3 separate regions of the Mus musculus genome follow, and all the other regions are linked to region 3. The links are chromatin contacts, called in public promoter capture Hi-C maps. All regions are on one chromosome and are shown on one strand. The core of a region is the stretch at or near the end of the contact, and the rest is flanking DNA. Distances in the headings are between cores, read along the strand shown. Region 1 holds the start of Usp32 (ubiquitin specific peptidase 32). Region 2 holds the start of Car4 (carbonic anhydrase 4). Region 3 holds the start of Bcas3os1 (breast carcinoma amplified sequence 3, opposite strand 1).

Evidence for each region. Promoter capture Hi-C pulls out the DNA fragments that hold promoters and counts their contacts.
Region 1: a promoter capture Hi-C map of stem cell-derived epiblast-like cells shows a contact between it and region 3, with 4 times the contacts expected there. The contact joins the promoter of Usp32 here to the promoter of Bcas3os1 in region 3. A contact is called at or near these places in 3 of 39 promoter capture datasets (embryonic stem cells, liver and stem cell-derived epiblast-like cells).
Region 2: a promoter capture Hi-C map of hematopoietic stem and progenitor cells shows a contact between it and region 3, with 2.0 times the contacts expected there. The contact joins the promoter of Car4 here to the promoter of Bcas3os1 in region 3. A contact is called at or near these places in 4 of 39 promoter capture datasets (hematopoietic stem and progenitor cells, liver and trophoblast stem cells) and 1 of 9 other capture datasets (embryonic stem cells).

What each region holds. Positions count from the first base shown.
Region 1 is chr11:85,137,578-85,141,972 of GRCm38.p6, forward strand. It overlaps Usp32 (ubiquitin specific peptidase 32), which reads right to left and starts at 2,378. Exons shown (of 34, transcript NM_001029934.1): 1 at 2,134-2,378. The coding sequence starts at 2,191. It also overlaps a transcript of 1700125H20Rik not described here.
Region 2 is chr11:84,955,715-84,960,009 of GRCm38.p6, forward strand. It overlaps Car4 (carbonic anhydrase 4), which reads left to right and starts at 2,040. Exons shown (of 8, transcript NM_007607.2): 1 at 2,040-2,227. The coding sequence starts at 2,173.
Region 3 is chr11:85,718,455-85,722,758 of GRCm38.p6, forward strand. Bcas3os1 (breast carcinoma amplified sequence 3, opposite strand 1) reads right to left here and starts at 1,290. Exons shown (of 6, transcript NR_045875.1): 1 at 1,243-1,290. All of the region lies in intron 22 of Bcas3 (breast carcinoma amplified sequence 3), which reads left to right. RefSeq lists an enhancer at 1-4,304.

The DNA of each region.
Region 1 (4,395 bases), core at 1,128-3,627, 580 kb before region 3:
ACTTCTTCAAATATGCATTTTAAAATTTCACGGGCACATTTCATAACACGTTAAACAAAAACCTTTCACCAGATCATTTTTAAATGTATTGATTCCATTTATATTTTAAAATGTACAGTCTTGCAAGGCATGGTGCTGAATGCTTTTTATCCTGCACTTGGGAGGAAGAGGCAGGTGAATCTCTGAGTTTAAGGCCAGCATGATCTACAAAATGATGTTCAGACAGTCAGGCCTACATAGAGAAACCCTGTCTCAAAAAAACAAAATACACAATCTTAATTTGATATAAAGTAAATCAACAAGAGCTGGAATAAAAGTTTAATTTTAGAATTTCTTAACGCCAGGTATATCACTGGTATTCACACCCTTAAACTTAAGGAACACTTCTGAACAGCTGTAAATCATTTGACTGTGCCCTATTTCATGCCATGTAAGCCATAGACTAATTGCCCCCAGACCTGTCAAGCTCAACAGAATTCAGGAAGTGACTGGTCTACTAGGGTTGGAAATAAATCAAGAATTTGGAATATTTCTCATACTGAAACAGAGAGAAAAAGTTCAAGTAAGATTGTACTTAAGAATAATCATCATGCAGCCGGGCGGTGGAGGTGCACGCCTTTAATCCCAGCACTTGGGGGGGCAGAGGCAGGTGGATTTCTGAGTTCGAGGCCAGCCTGGTCTACAAAGTGAGTTCCAGGACAGCCAGGGCTACACAGAGAAACCCTGTCTCGAAAAAACAAAACAAAACAAAACAAAAAAAAAAAAGAATAATCATCATGCAGATATGGTAAGGAAGAACCACTAAAAGGTGTATTTTCGCTATTCTGCTCAGCCCCAAAATTGATGCAGCTACAATTCTGTATCTTATTTTCTGTTTATTAGGTTGTGGGTCCAATGAACTTATTTCTCTTTGTATATGAACTAGATCTCATTTCTAAATCCTCACTTTAAAATGTCTTTTTCATCATATTTTAAGTTTCTATCCCAAGCTACTAAAAACACCTGGCGCATGACTGAATTTACTTATTTATTTATTTATTTATTTATTTTGGTCTTAGAAATCTGTTAACAATAATGTCTGGCCACTAATCTGCTTAATGTTTTTCACTTCTTACCAAGAAAATCCATTAAACATCAAAGAGAACTACAAGCACCACACAGACACACTCTCAAATCTCAGTCATGAAAAATTAAGTCACATTCCGGCCATAAACTGTGCAAGACACTTCCAGTTAGCACGAGCTTTACACTGACAATCGTATCAGAGTAAGTGGTAGGGGGTTGGGGGCTATTAACAACACAGTGTGAATCAGAGCCAAGAGCAGCAGCCGTTGACAGCAAGGCCAGTCTCTGAAGGGAGCTGTAATACAGTATCACAATGCTGGGTTTCCGAATGCCATTTTAAGGGAGCGAGGGGGTAAGAACTGGGAATCAAGTGTACTAAAACCGTCTGATCAATGTCCGAGGAGAGGAAACCTAAGACAAGGTCTTATGAACATCAGCTGTCTAATCTGTTCTCACCTTAAACACAACTTCACTTTCAGGTCGTTCTTAATCAAAGTCAACCGCTCAAAGGGTGAAGGATGGCAGGAGTAAATGGAAGGATAGTCATCGCCCTCAACAGAGAGGCAAAGACCCTGGGAAAACCAGAGGCTCCCTAATAGAAAAGGACTTCCAGGAGCAAAACAGAACGCCCTGTCTTCTCCTCCAGCCAATGCTGTTAGAAACCAGATTAGGATGTTGTCGGAGGCTTTTTTTTTTTTTTTTAAATGAAAGAGTGATATGAGAAAATGGCACTGAAGGATGAGGGGGCCTGGAAGGGTTGAGCCACCCAAGAACCGATGGTCAGGGCTTCCCTGCACCTAAACAAGATAACAACGCCAACCGAGTGCACCGGCAATGGCCAGCCAGCGCCCGGTACCCCCGTCACTGCCAAAGCTTCGCCCCCTCCCCTAGTGCCCCAATTCCCACACCCCGCTTCCCCTTCCACCTCCCTGCCCTCGATATTCCCACGGCTGGCCTCCCGGGTCCTTCGCCAGGCACCCCACGCCCCAGCCTCCTCTCCCTCCGGCCACCCACCCCTGGGCGCTCCGCGCTGGCCTCCCCGCAGCTCACTCGACCCCTCCCCCTCACCTCTCCTCAGCGCCTCCTCGTAGCTGAGGAATCCGATCCGTGACTCCTTGGCGCCCATGCTCCCCTCATCCCCTCGGCCGGGGGTCGGAGCCTGCTTTCGCCCCCACCCCCCTCCCGCCTCCTTCGCGGCGTCGCCGGCTGACGGTGTCGGCGTCCCCGGCCCCCTCCTCCCCCAACACTAACAAGTGCGGCTTCTGCCCCAGCGACTCCTCCCGGCCGCCGCCGCCGCCTCCATGCCGAGTCACGTGACCCGCTCCCACCCCGCCCCCTTCCCCTCCCTCCTACTCCGCCCTTCTCCTCTCTCTCCTCCCTTCGCGTCTCGCCTCACTCCTCCTCTCCTCCCTTCCGCCCCCACCCCGCCCTCCCGCCAGCACCGCCGCGGGTCACCTGACCCAAGGCCCGGGACGGTTCCGGGTAATGGCCGCCGGGGGGCCACGCTCCGCCCCACCCCACGCTAAGAGCGCGCAGGGGGGGCGGGGCGGCCTCGCCACACGTAGCACGTCATCCCTATCTTCCTGCCAATCCTAGGCCTCGAATCCCGCCGCGGCGCTCAGCTGGCCAAGAGGGCAGTGACTTCCGGGGCGCCCGAGGACGGGTCTTCCCGCCCCCCACGTTCTGGCGTTCGACGGGCGGGGCCGGAGCGATGACGGTTGGTGCTGCGGTGGCCGCGACCCACCTTGGAAGACTAGGGGAATGTTAGGGAGCAGGGGGGGTCTGAGGAAAGCGGTGCGGGCGACAAAAGGAGCGGGCAGGCGGGGGACCCCTAACGTTCGGGGGATGTTGGCAGAAGTGGAAGATGAGACTCACGGCTTCTCTGAGAAGATACCTCTTTTTCCTTCTAGAGATGGAGCCTCAGGACAGGGCAGTGGACCTTGTCGCAGTATTTTACTTTCTACGCCTTCCCATTCTCCAAACGCGGCTGCCTTAGCTTTTCTTTCAGAGGCCCAAGCCACTATGTTGGTCCATTTTTCCCTCTGAACCTGTTGCCTCCCTCCCCCAATTTTTTTAAGCCGCATTAGATGTTTTGTTTTGGGTGTTTGTTTCTGACGCAGGGTTCTGCTTTGTAACCCAGGCTGTCCTCGAACTTGTAGATTCGCGTGCCTCAGTTTCCCATGTACTGGTTCTACAAGAAACACCACACCCAGCCCTGCCACCTTCATGCTTCAACCAAACACTTGCCCTCTAAAAATGAGACAGTTCAAAACTGAGTAGCTTGCTTTAAAATACATATATTTTATGTATAATACATATGTATATAGTGTGTGTGTGTGAATTTAGTAGCATTAACATTTACATCGTTATTCAGTCTTAGTTTATCTTCAGGACTACTTGATCTAGTAGAGAACTGAAACTTTCAACAGTAATGTTGGTTCATCAAGGCAACTACATTTCTCCTGTGACTGGCTTATTTCACTTAACATGGCTCATTGTGTTGTAGCATATCAGGCATGTGGTTCAGCAATTCCACTTCTCAGTATATAGTCCCGAAGTATGTCTTTAAAGGGATGTGTGAACAGCTATTTATGCACTCAGCATTTATAGTATATACAATAGTCAAAACGTTAAAAATAAATGTCATAAGTTAGTAAACAAAATGTGGTGTATAAACACAATGGAATGTTTTTCCATTTCCTTTTTCTGGGTGGGGGAACCAGTGAGACAAGTTCTAGCAGTTGCCTGGACTGGGACTTGTGGCAGTCCTCCTGTCTCTGCCTCCAGATGTTGGAAGCCTATGCCCCACACCTGGTTCCCATTTCATTTTCACTCTGATGTGTATCTGTCTTCACCATGAAAGTCATGCCATTGGGTGGGTGGATATGGGGGACTTTTGGTATAGCATTGGAAATGTAAATGAGTTAAATACCTAATAAAAAATGGAAAAAAAAATAAAAATAAAAATAAATACTGGCAAAAGAAAACAGAAAAAAAAAAAAAAAAAAGAAAGTCATGCCATGAAGCTTCTCAATAAGGAAACATTGAAAACAATAGCTGTTTGATCTGAGGAGACTGGAGGTGCCAATTAGATCATTTAGGCCCGGCAAAAAATGATTTCAGTTCCTGAAGCCGACTGATAGTCACATGCCCTGCCAGCGAAAAGTGTTTCTCTACTTTCCTGGTGGACCAGATCTCCAGCGTGGTAGCCTTAGTCACAACACTGCCTTTTCCAGTTCTCTGAGGCACTCAGTAAGACCTGAGATTAGTTGTAGTACTAAAAGCCCATGGATCAGGAAGTTGAGGATATAATCCAAACCCTTTCATTTC
Region 2 (4,295 bases), core at 790-3,289, 760 kb before region 3:
GCCTGGTCTACAAAGTGAGTTCCAGGACAGCCAGGGCTACACAGAGAAACCCTGTCTCGAAAAACCAAAAAAAAAAAAAAAAAAAAAAAAAAAGAGGGAGAAAGTGCTTCTGCTCAGACCCTGAGCAGGGCTTTCCCATCCTGAGCTGGCAGGTTTATGGCCCATTAAATCCCTGGGAACGGGGGAAGATGGGGGTGGGACATGCAGGAAGAAGGATGTTATAACAAGGACACTAAGGAGTCAGAGATGTCAGATGGAAACACTTGGGTGAGGTGTCATAACTTGTGTCCCCCAGAAGTACCTTCCTCAGAGGGGCCTCCTGGAAGCCCCGAACACATCCTACTTCCCATACTCTCTTCCAGGGGTCCCAGTGCTATGGGTCTTTGGAAATAAATACAGAAATCACTGATGGATAATAGCCTGCTCAAGCTATCAAATCTTTCCCCTGCTTGTCAGGGGGCTGGCCTAGGTCACAGAGACAGCCTAGATCCTTAACTCCTCCTCTGTCATTCCTAAAAGGGACATTGTCAGCCCCACAAACACAAATCCACTCTTCAAATAAGGCTCAAAGAGCGTGGAATGCCAGGATCCCAGGTTAGAGGTTAAATTCCAGAGCAGAAGCAGACAATGAGACCCTAAGCCTGGTGAGGACACCCTCCTCCAACCTCTCTGTAGGATCAAAGCTGCCGGTGTAGGCTGTGATCCTAGGCCAGAGAGAGGAGCAGGCCAGACTCAAGAAGGGAGGAAGCTCCTTTGCTTGGATTGTTCTGATGGAGTCGTTCCCCTACAGAGGTTCAAAGGCTGGTGCTGGGGCAGGGAGAGGGTGATGTGAAGAGAATTTGGCAACGGATAGGGAAGTAGCTGGACCAGAAAAATAGGGCTTCCTGTTGATGGAGGAGTCCAGGTGTACTGCTATTCCTTGTTCATCTCCCCAGACTTGTCCTAGAAACTCCCCAGGGATGCGCAGACTCCCCATCTGTGAGATGTAAGGGACCTCCACAGAGAGTAACAAGTAGTGCTTGCCTGGAAGTGAGGCCAGATCCATTTCCCAGATATGGGAGACCGTTTACTCTTTGCTGAGGACTCTTCCTGTCTGATGGGAGAATTAGGGATATATCCAGATCCTTAGTTTTTTTTCTCTTCCCCAACTGTCATCTACTGTCATCAGATCTCAAAAGCACCAGTCCTTTCCCCTATGACATCGTGGGCTTTTCTAGTAAACCAATTTTCTACTGTGTCTCCGTGCCCCCTCCTCACTTTCCCATCCCCTTAATTCCATACCCTTTCCAGCCCCCCGACTCTCCACTCCACCCCATCTTCTTGGCTTAGCACAAGACCCACCAGTAACCACGTTTTAGGGAGCTTAGTTCTAGGTAGGAAGACGGGTCTTGGTTTCTTTAAAATTGAGTTTGGATGTAACTCAGTGGTAGAGTGCTTGCCTAGTATGAGAAATAGGGAACGAAAAGGAGTGGGGGTGGGGAGGAGGAGGAGGAGGATCTTCGTCGTCGTCATCATAACCATCATCTCCAGTCCCGAGAAAGAAAACGCAAAACAAAATCAAGTTTGGAATAGCCAGGAAGGAAAAAGATGAGACTGGAGCGTCAGCTACCGCTTCCTCAAAGAGCCTCTCACCGGGCATCTCTTCAACAAACAGCATTGCAAAGCTTTCAACCGTCTCGATTCTCCGTCTCCCTGAGACCATTTGGCTCCATCTTGCCCCAAATCAAGTTTATTACAAGGACACACTAGGAGACCCTGAACAGTTGGTGGCAGCATGATGGAAGTTACGAGTCTGGGAAGATACCCCGTGGGTCAGGTACCTGAGGATAGCTCATCTTTCTTCCGGAATCAGTTAACAGGAGTAGGATGGGGGCAAGGTGGGGATACTCCGCTTCTAAGCCCTGAAGATGCGGAGTGGGTGAGGGGTCTTTTCGCCATGGGCGAAGGTAGCAAGGTAGCAAGGTAGGCGGGGAGATGATTCTTTCCGATCTGAGACTGGACAAGGCGAAGAGAGGCTCCGCCAGGAGGAGGAGCCGACTCCCACGTCTAGCCGTCCGGGCTCCCTTAGGTCGTGGCTCTGCTATAAAGCCTCCACCAGCATGATCGCGACGCCTAGGGTGGCTTCATTGGTGATTGACCCTAGGCTGGGCAGCGTCTTTCCCCTCAAGCACCATGCAGCTCCTTCTTGCTCTGCTGGCGCTGGCATACGTGGCCCCCTCTACTGAAGGTATCCTCGGGTGACCCTCTGCGCCCCCAGGACCCGGTACCCTTGCTAGCGCGCTCCGGCTGCGCGTTGTTCGTGCAGGGAACCGTGAGGCTGCAGCGGACCTGGTTGTGTGAGCGGGGGCGCCTACACGTGTCCGCGGGAGGCTGCGGGAGAGGGGGATGTGTGCTCGCATGTGTGTGGCCGCGGGGTGTCCGCGTGTTGGACGCTCGTGTGATCTGTGGTGAGGATGCTTCTCTGACCCGCCTGGATCCACGGTCCTTTTCGCACCTTGGTTCTCCTGGGTTTGCCCGTGGGTGGCGAGTGGCCGACTGTCCTGCAGAGACTCTGAACCGGTAACTGTTGCCCACCCAGAACAAGCGCAGCAGGTTGGATGTATTGGGGTCCCGGTGTTCCCTTCTTCTGACTCTAGGGTCCTGCCCTCTGAGCTTCAAGCTCCCTTCTCCCCTTCCCCCAGTGCTGGATTGGGAGCCTGGCGGGGGGCATCCTAAGACCCAAGTCCCTGGCCAAGCCGGTCTTTCCAGACAAGGTGATTTTCGTTTAAAGATTAATGGTGAGACCGAGCTCTTAATTATTCTTCTAGGTGGGAGGTGGAGGTAGAGGCGTGTTAATATTTGATAAGGAGCTAAAGGCGATTCTAGCGGTTGGCACCTTCTCCAATACCCCATAGCTCTTCACGAAGACTTCATCTCTTAGTCCGCAGGGAAGCTTTCCCGTCCAACGGGCCAGAACTCCCTTCCAGAGTTGGGTGCTCTGCCCTGGAATGGATAGTGGGGCGTACGGTGGGGACGTGAGGGGTCTCTCAGACCAGAAGGAGAGAGAGTATTCCCCGTTGCAGGACTTAGTTTGGAGGATGTAAGGCATCTTGCAACAACTCCTTCTTAGTGGAGGGAAAAGAGCAACTAATATAATGTTAAAGGGCGGAGTGTGTGTGTGTGTGTGTGTGTGTGTGTGTGTGTCTAGGGGTTGGGCACTTAAAACGACTTAGTAAAAAGGAAAATGTTTTTAAATTAACCAGTGCCTTGTAGCTGTTCACGTTGGTTAAGACGTATAAAGTATTCTGTCGTTTACAAACCGGGTTTAGTAGTTGTGTTCCTGGGTGCTGTTTTAAGGATAAAGAGTATAAGAGTTTAGGCAGTGTCCTTGGGCTCTGGGCAGAAAGCACTCTACAAGAAGGTCATGAGACCTGGCCAGTGACCTGGGGCCATGTAGGTAGGACTCCATCTCAGCTGACTTCTTCACACAACAGTTCCCATTTTAGTGGCAGGACCACCTTCCTTCATGCATAGTCCTGGCGGAACTGGAAAGTGCACAGGTAGCTGGTAAACAAATCCTCAGCATTAAATCCCAGAGAGAAGGGATATCCCAGCCCTTTGGAGCACTGAGATTCCTAGCCAGGTAGTTCGAAGACTTTGCTCGGGGCATACCCTGTTCTGCTGAACTGGTTACTGGAGTCTTTCCCCCTTCCGTCAGAGTGAGCAAGGTCCATTAAAATTCAGTCCTCTGTAAAAGGCTCCTGGACCATGAGCCAAAAATAAATCCTTACCTTAAAAGGGGGAGGGGGAGGCTTGTAACTAGGGACAAAGGACAGTGGCTTAGTGGGGGGGAGGGGGGCAACGTTTTTGTCTCTAACCCCTGGTGGTGGTCTAGGTAGGACACAGAGCTGGGAGCCTCTCTGATCTCCCTTATCACGGGCGTGACCAGGGGCAGTGGGCTTGTTATTCTCTGCAAAGGTTGCCCCTCAGAAGCAAGTGTGGGAGCCTGAGCTGACCGGTGCCCTGCCATCTTACCTCTGACCTCTGACCCCTGACCCCTGGCTCTGCATCCTCAGCATTGTTTTTCTGGCCACCACCTCCCAGAGAGTGTCGTTACAAGAGTGTTCAGCCAAGCAGGTCAAAAGGCTCTATGATTAAGACGGTGGATCAGAGGTCACACTACAAACCAGGGATCTGGGGCCAGAGCCAGGGAAGAGAAGATTCCTGAGAAATGCCCAGATGGGCTACTCCTGAGGCAAGCCTGCCGGCTCTGCCCTTCCGAGTTGGCCTTTTCCAGGAATAGCTTCCCCTTGGGC
Region 3 (4,304 bases), core at 40-2,539:
TATGCACAGCCCTTCTCTCCTAAAGAGCTTGTTTGGGTGCCAGAAAGAACCTTGCTGTTCCCTGGCTGGTACTGGATATCACTTTTCTATATCTGAGCCCTTTCTAACTGGTTCCCTCTTGCAAAGGTAGCACCCAGTATGCTGTCAGTGCTGAAGTAGTAGCAGCTGCTAGATGGGTTTTACTTTTACTTGTGTTTTTATTTTGAAGGGACCTGAGGATAATAAGGGGTGCCCAGAGGACTAATCTGTGGATCTCCATTCTTCTCGAGAGCACACAGAATTTGAGAACACTGAAACTGAGCCAGATAATGACCCAGAGGTCTGCTAAATGTTCCAGGGTGGTTGGCTCTTTGTTCTCACTTATTAGAGTCCAGCTCCGCCTTTCATAGCACAGTAATTGCTGCAGGGCTTGGGCCCAGGTGATCTGTCTCACAGGCCAAGCTGAGGTTGTCTGTTACCGTCCTTTACCGGTCTCTGGCAACAATGGGAAGTGCTACCCCTGAAAGCAGGTTGGTTAGCATCTGGAGCTCAATGAACCTGTTGAACTTTTCCAGCCATTTTGTTTTTTCCTTTCCATCAACCTACTTCTAAGAGGCTCATGTTCTGTTCCAAGGGCACCAGCCTTCGAGTGGGCACTTGTCCATTCCTGGCCTAGGGCAATCAGGTTGGAGATCTCCCGTAGACACCAGACACCCCCTATCTCTCCAACTCTCCTGTTGGCTGATCCCCTTAGTGCTTCTAGGGCACTTGAGGTCATCTTTTGTCCAAAGGAGTGCCACTGTGGCATCTCACCGAGCAGGACTGTGGGTACTCTCCCCATTGCTTTGGACAGACTTGACAATGCCTCTCTGTGTTAAGCACTGTGCGCAGCTCCCTCGAAGTAGGCTGTCATCAGTCCTCACATTTGCCCTGCCGCGGCTGTTCATACACCCGTTTCACAGGTGAGTGTAGGAGAAGTGAAGTAACTTGCTGACGGGTGAGCCGAAAGACCTGGAAAGTCTCCTTCTCCCGCTCTTTACAGAAAGCCCCTGAGACCCCGGTGGTGATTCGTTTACACCAGTGTCCTCAGAGATTCCCAGGTCGCCAATTCAGTGATATGAGCCGAATGCATACAAGAGTTAGTGTGAAAACAGATTGCCACCGCCTTACAAGAAAGTCAGAGAAGCCAAAGTACATTCGACAAATTGGAAGTGAAAAGCTCAAGTAAAAATATTCAGTTTAAGATCATGCGCTGGTACTTACATGAGGTCTATGGAAAATGAGGGAGCCAGCATCGGGTTTCTGGAATATGCAATTTTACAATGGGAACGTGTTATAAAATGTTCAGCCACTGTTGTTTGCCTTGGAATTTAGGGTGAGAGACATGACGGCTGACAACTCTCTTCCTGTTGTAGGTCAGGGCTTCAAGGAACTCTGTAATCTTCCCACCAGCTTTCTTCTCTCCTGGAACTCACGGGTAAAATTAGATGCTGGCTGGACTTCAGTAGTTGAAGGCTTTCAGAAGCCAAGTCAGACAACTGCAACGGCTGCTCTCTCACAGCCCCACGTCGGGAGACACTCTGTACAGACTAACACAGTTTAGTAAACTGATAAGTGTCCTGACAGTCACTGCGTAATAAACAAAACAATGCCACAGGCGTAGAAGGGAGTTGCCTTCCTGTGGGTAACCTCAGAAACAGGGCAGGCTTGGGGGTCTCTCTATTCACATCTCTCTGTTGCTCCCCAAATGTGATGTATACTAAGCTTAAAAAAACAAAAACAAAACAAACAAACAAACAAACAAACAAAAAAACCCTAGACACCCCATGTGAAGATTCAGTTGGAATTGTTTTATGCATTTGAATAGACTCTGAGAGGCAGACATGGTGAAAGGGGTGTGGGAAGAGACCATTGAAAGAGTGAGTGTGCTCTGCTCGCAACCCAGCCTCGGACACATTTATCTAATTTGACACATTTTGCCTGGAAGTCACAGGAATAGACTGAGGTCCCCACCCCACCCCCCCTTGCCCGACTCAGAATATAAAGAGCCAGAGACTAAAACCAGACTAAAAAGGGCTAACCCATTAGGGAAGTACCTCCCTGGGGAGCGGGTGGGCAGGGGAAGGAGGTTAGATGGCAGTTATTAAACACTGAATCAAGAATCTGCTCTGCAGAGCTGCTGCCCCGGGAAGCCTTTCTTCCCAGGCTGAGGCCTGAGCTGGCCAGGAGCAGGGGCTCTGCTTATTCTCCGCTGCAGGATGCTACCCCTTGACCCTTTATAAGGCAGCCTTGCTTGATTACTCCTTTTAATTCCAGGCTCAAAACAGCTTGTAAAGTTGTGTTGTTTTTTCTTTTTATCATTCCTCCCCAGATTGTGTGGGCCACACTGTAGCAAGATTTCCCCTCTGTCCACATCTGTTTTCCAACCTCATTACTCTTCAGTTATTACATTAAAAAAAAAAAAAAGCTGTTTATTTCTTCCCTGCATGTTTTCCCCCCGAGTTTCAAAACCTAAAATGGTAACTGATGTGCTGTTGGATGGGACCATCTTCATGATCTCGGGTGGACATGCTGGTCTTCGCATAAATGCACAGGAATAGATTGAACCTTCTTGTTTGAACTAGCTATGCCTGAGTCAGGGGTCACAGCTGGGCCAGAGCCTGGCAGGCTTCTGGTTCTAGAATCTGGGCACAGAGGTTCATGCTTAATCGCCCTTGAACTTGAGAGGCTGAGACAGGAGGATCAGAAGTTTAAGAGCACCTTGGCTACCTCCAGTATTCTAAGGCTAGCCTGGACTACCAACGCCTCGAATGTGTTCTTTCGGAGGTATCCGGAGATGGCATAGCAACTGGTGTGGCGTTAGCATGACTCTTCGGCACTTTAGGCTTAGTTTAACGATTCAAAGATAGAAGGAAACAGGCAGAGCCCTAGTGTTTAGGGTGGGCTTTGTTTTGGTTTTATGAAGCCAGAGGTGGTTTTGTTCTTTAGGGGGGTTGTTTTGTTGGTTTTCCAAGACATGTTTTCCCTCAGTAGCCTTGGCTCTAAGCCTCTGTCTCCTGAGCACTGATATTAAAGGTGTGTGCCACCACCTGTCACTTGAGGTTTCTTTTATGAAGAGAAATGAAACAAGGGTGTCTATTCACACCATTTCTATGCGAGCTATACAGTATATTGAGAAAAGGTAAGAAATGGAGAGAGACAAAGCTAGGTATGGTGACTTGAATCCCAGCCCTCAGGAAGCAGAAGCAGGCAGATCTCTATGAATTCAAGGCCAGCCCCTATATACATAATGAGTTTTAGGCCAGCCATGGCTACAAAGTGAGACCCAGTCTCAAAAACAAAAGACAAACAAAATAAATTGAAAGGACAAAGCTGAACACTCATCTTTCTGCCTTGGCCTCTCTAGAGGCCATGTAGCTGCTGTTTGGAAAGTCCGGGGGAATGCAGACTGGGTGTGTAGCTCAGCTGCCAAGCACTTGCTGAGCACATGAAACCCTGGTTTCAGTCTGTACCTAAGTCGGCAGTGATGGGAAATAAAAGGATAAACCCAATAGAGTAATTCAGCAGTTACTCTATAATCAAATGATAATCCTATAGGAAAGGGAAAAGACGAGACCTCCCTGCTTCTACGAGGGGGTCGCCACCCAGCCACTCACTCCCTTCCCTATGCTGGGACATCAAGCCTTCACAGGACCAAGGGCCTCCCCTCCCATTGATGCCATATAAGGCCATCCTCTGCTACATATGTAGCTGGAGCTTTGGGTCCCTCCATGTGTACTCTGGGACCTGGGGGCGGGGGGGGGGTGGGTCTGGTTAGTTGGTATTGTTGTTCTTCATATGAGATTGCAAACACCTTCAGTTCCTTCAGTCCTTCCCCTAACTATTCCACTGGGGTCCCTGTGCTCAGTCTGATGGTTGGCTGAGAGCCTCTCTATCTGTATTGGTCAGGCTCTGGCAAAGCCTCTCAGGGGACAGCTATACTTTAATTGTAGATTTATTTATTATTATTATTTTTGTTTTGTTTTGTTTTTTGTCTTTTTTGGGTTTTTTTTTTGTTTTTTTGTTTTTTTGTTTTTTTTTTTTTTTTTTGAGACAGGGTTTCTCTGTATAGCCCTGGCTGTCCTGGAACTCACTCTGTAGACCAGGCTGGCCTCAAACTCAGAAATCCGCCTGTCTCTGCCTCCTGAGTGCTGGGATTAAAGGCGTGTGCCACCACGCCCGGCTATTTATTATTTTTTTGTAAGTACATATGGGTCTGCATTTGTTCATACCATAGCATGTGTAGAGGTCAGAGAACATCTTGTAGGAGTTAATTCTCCTCCTCC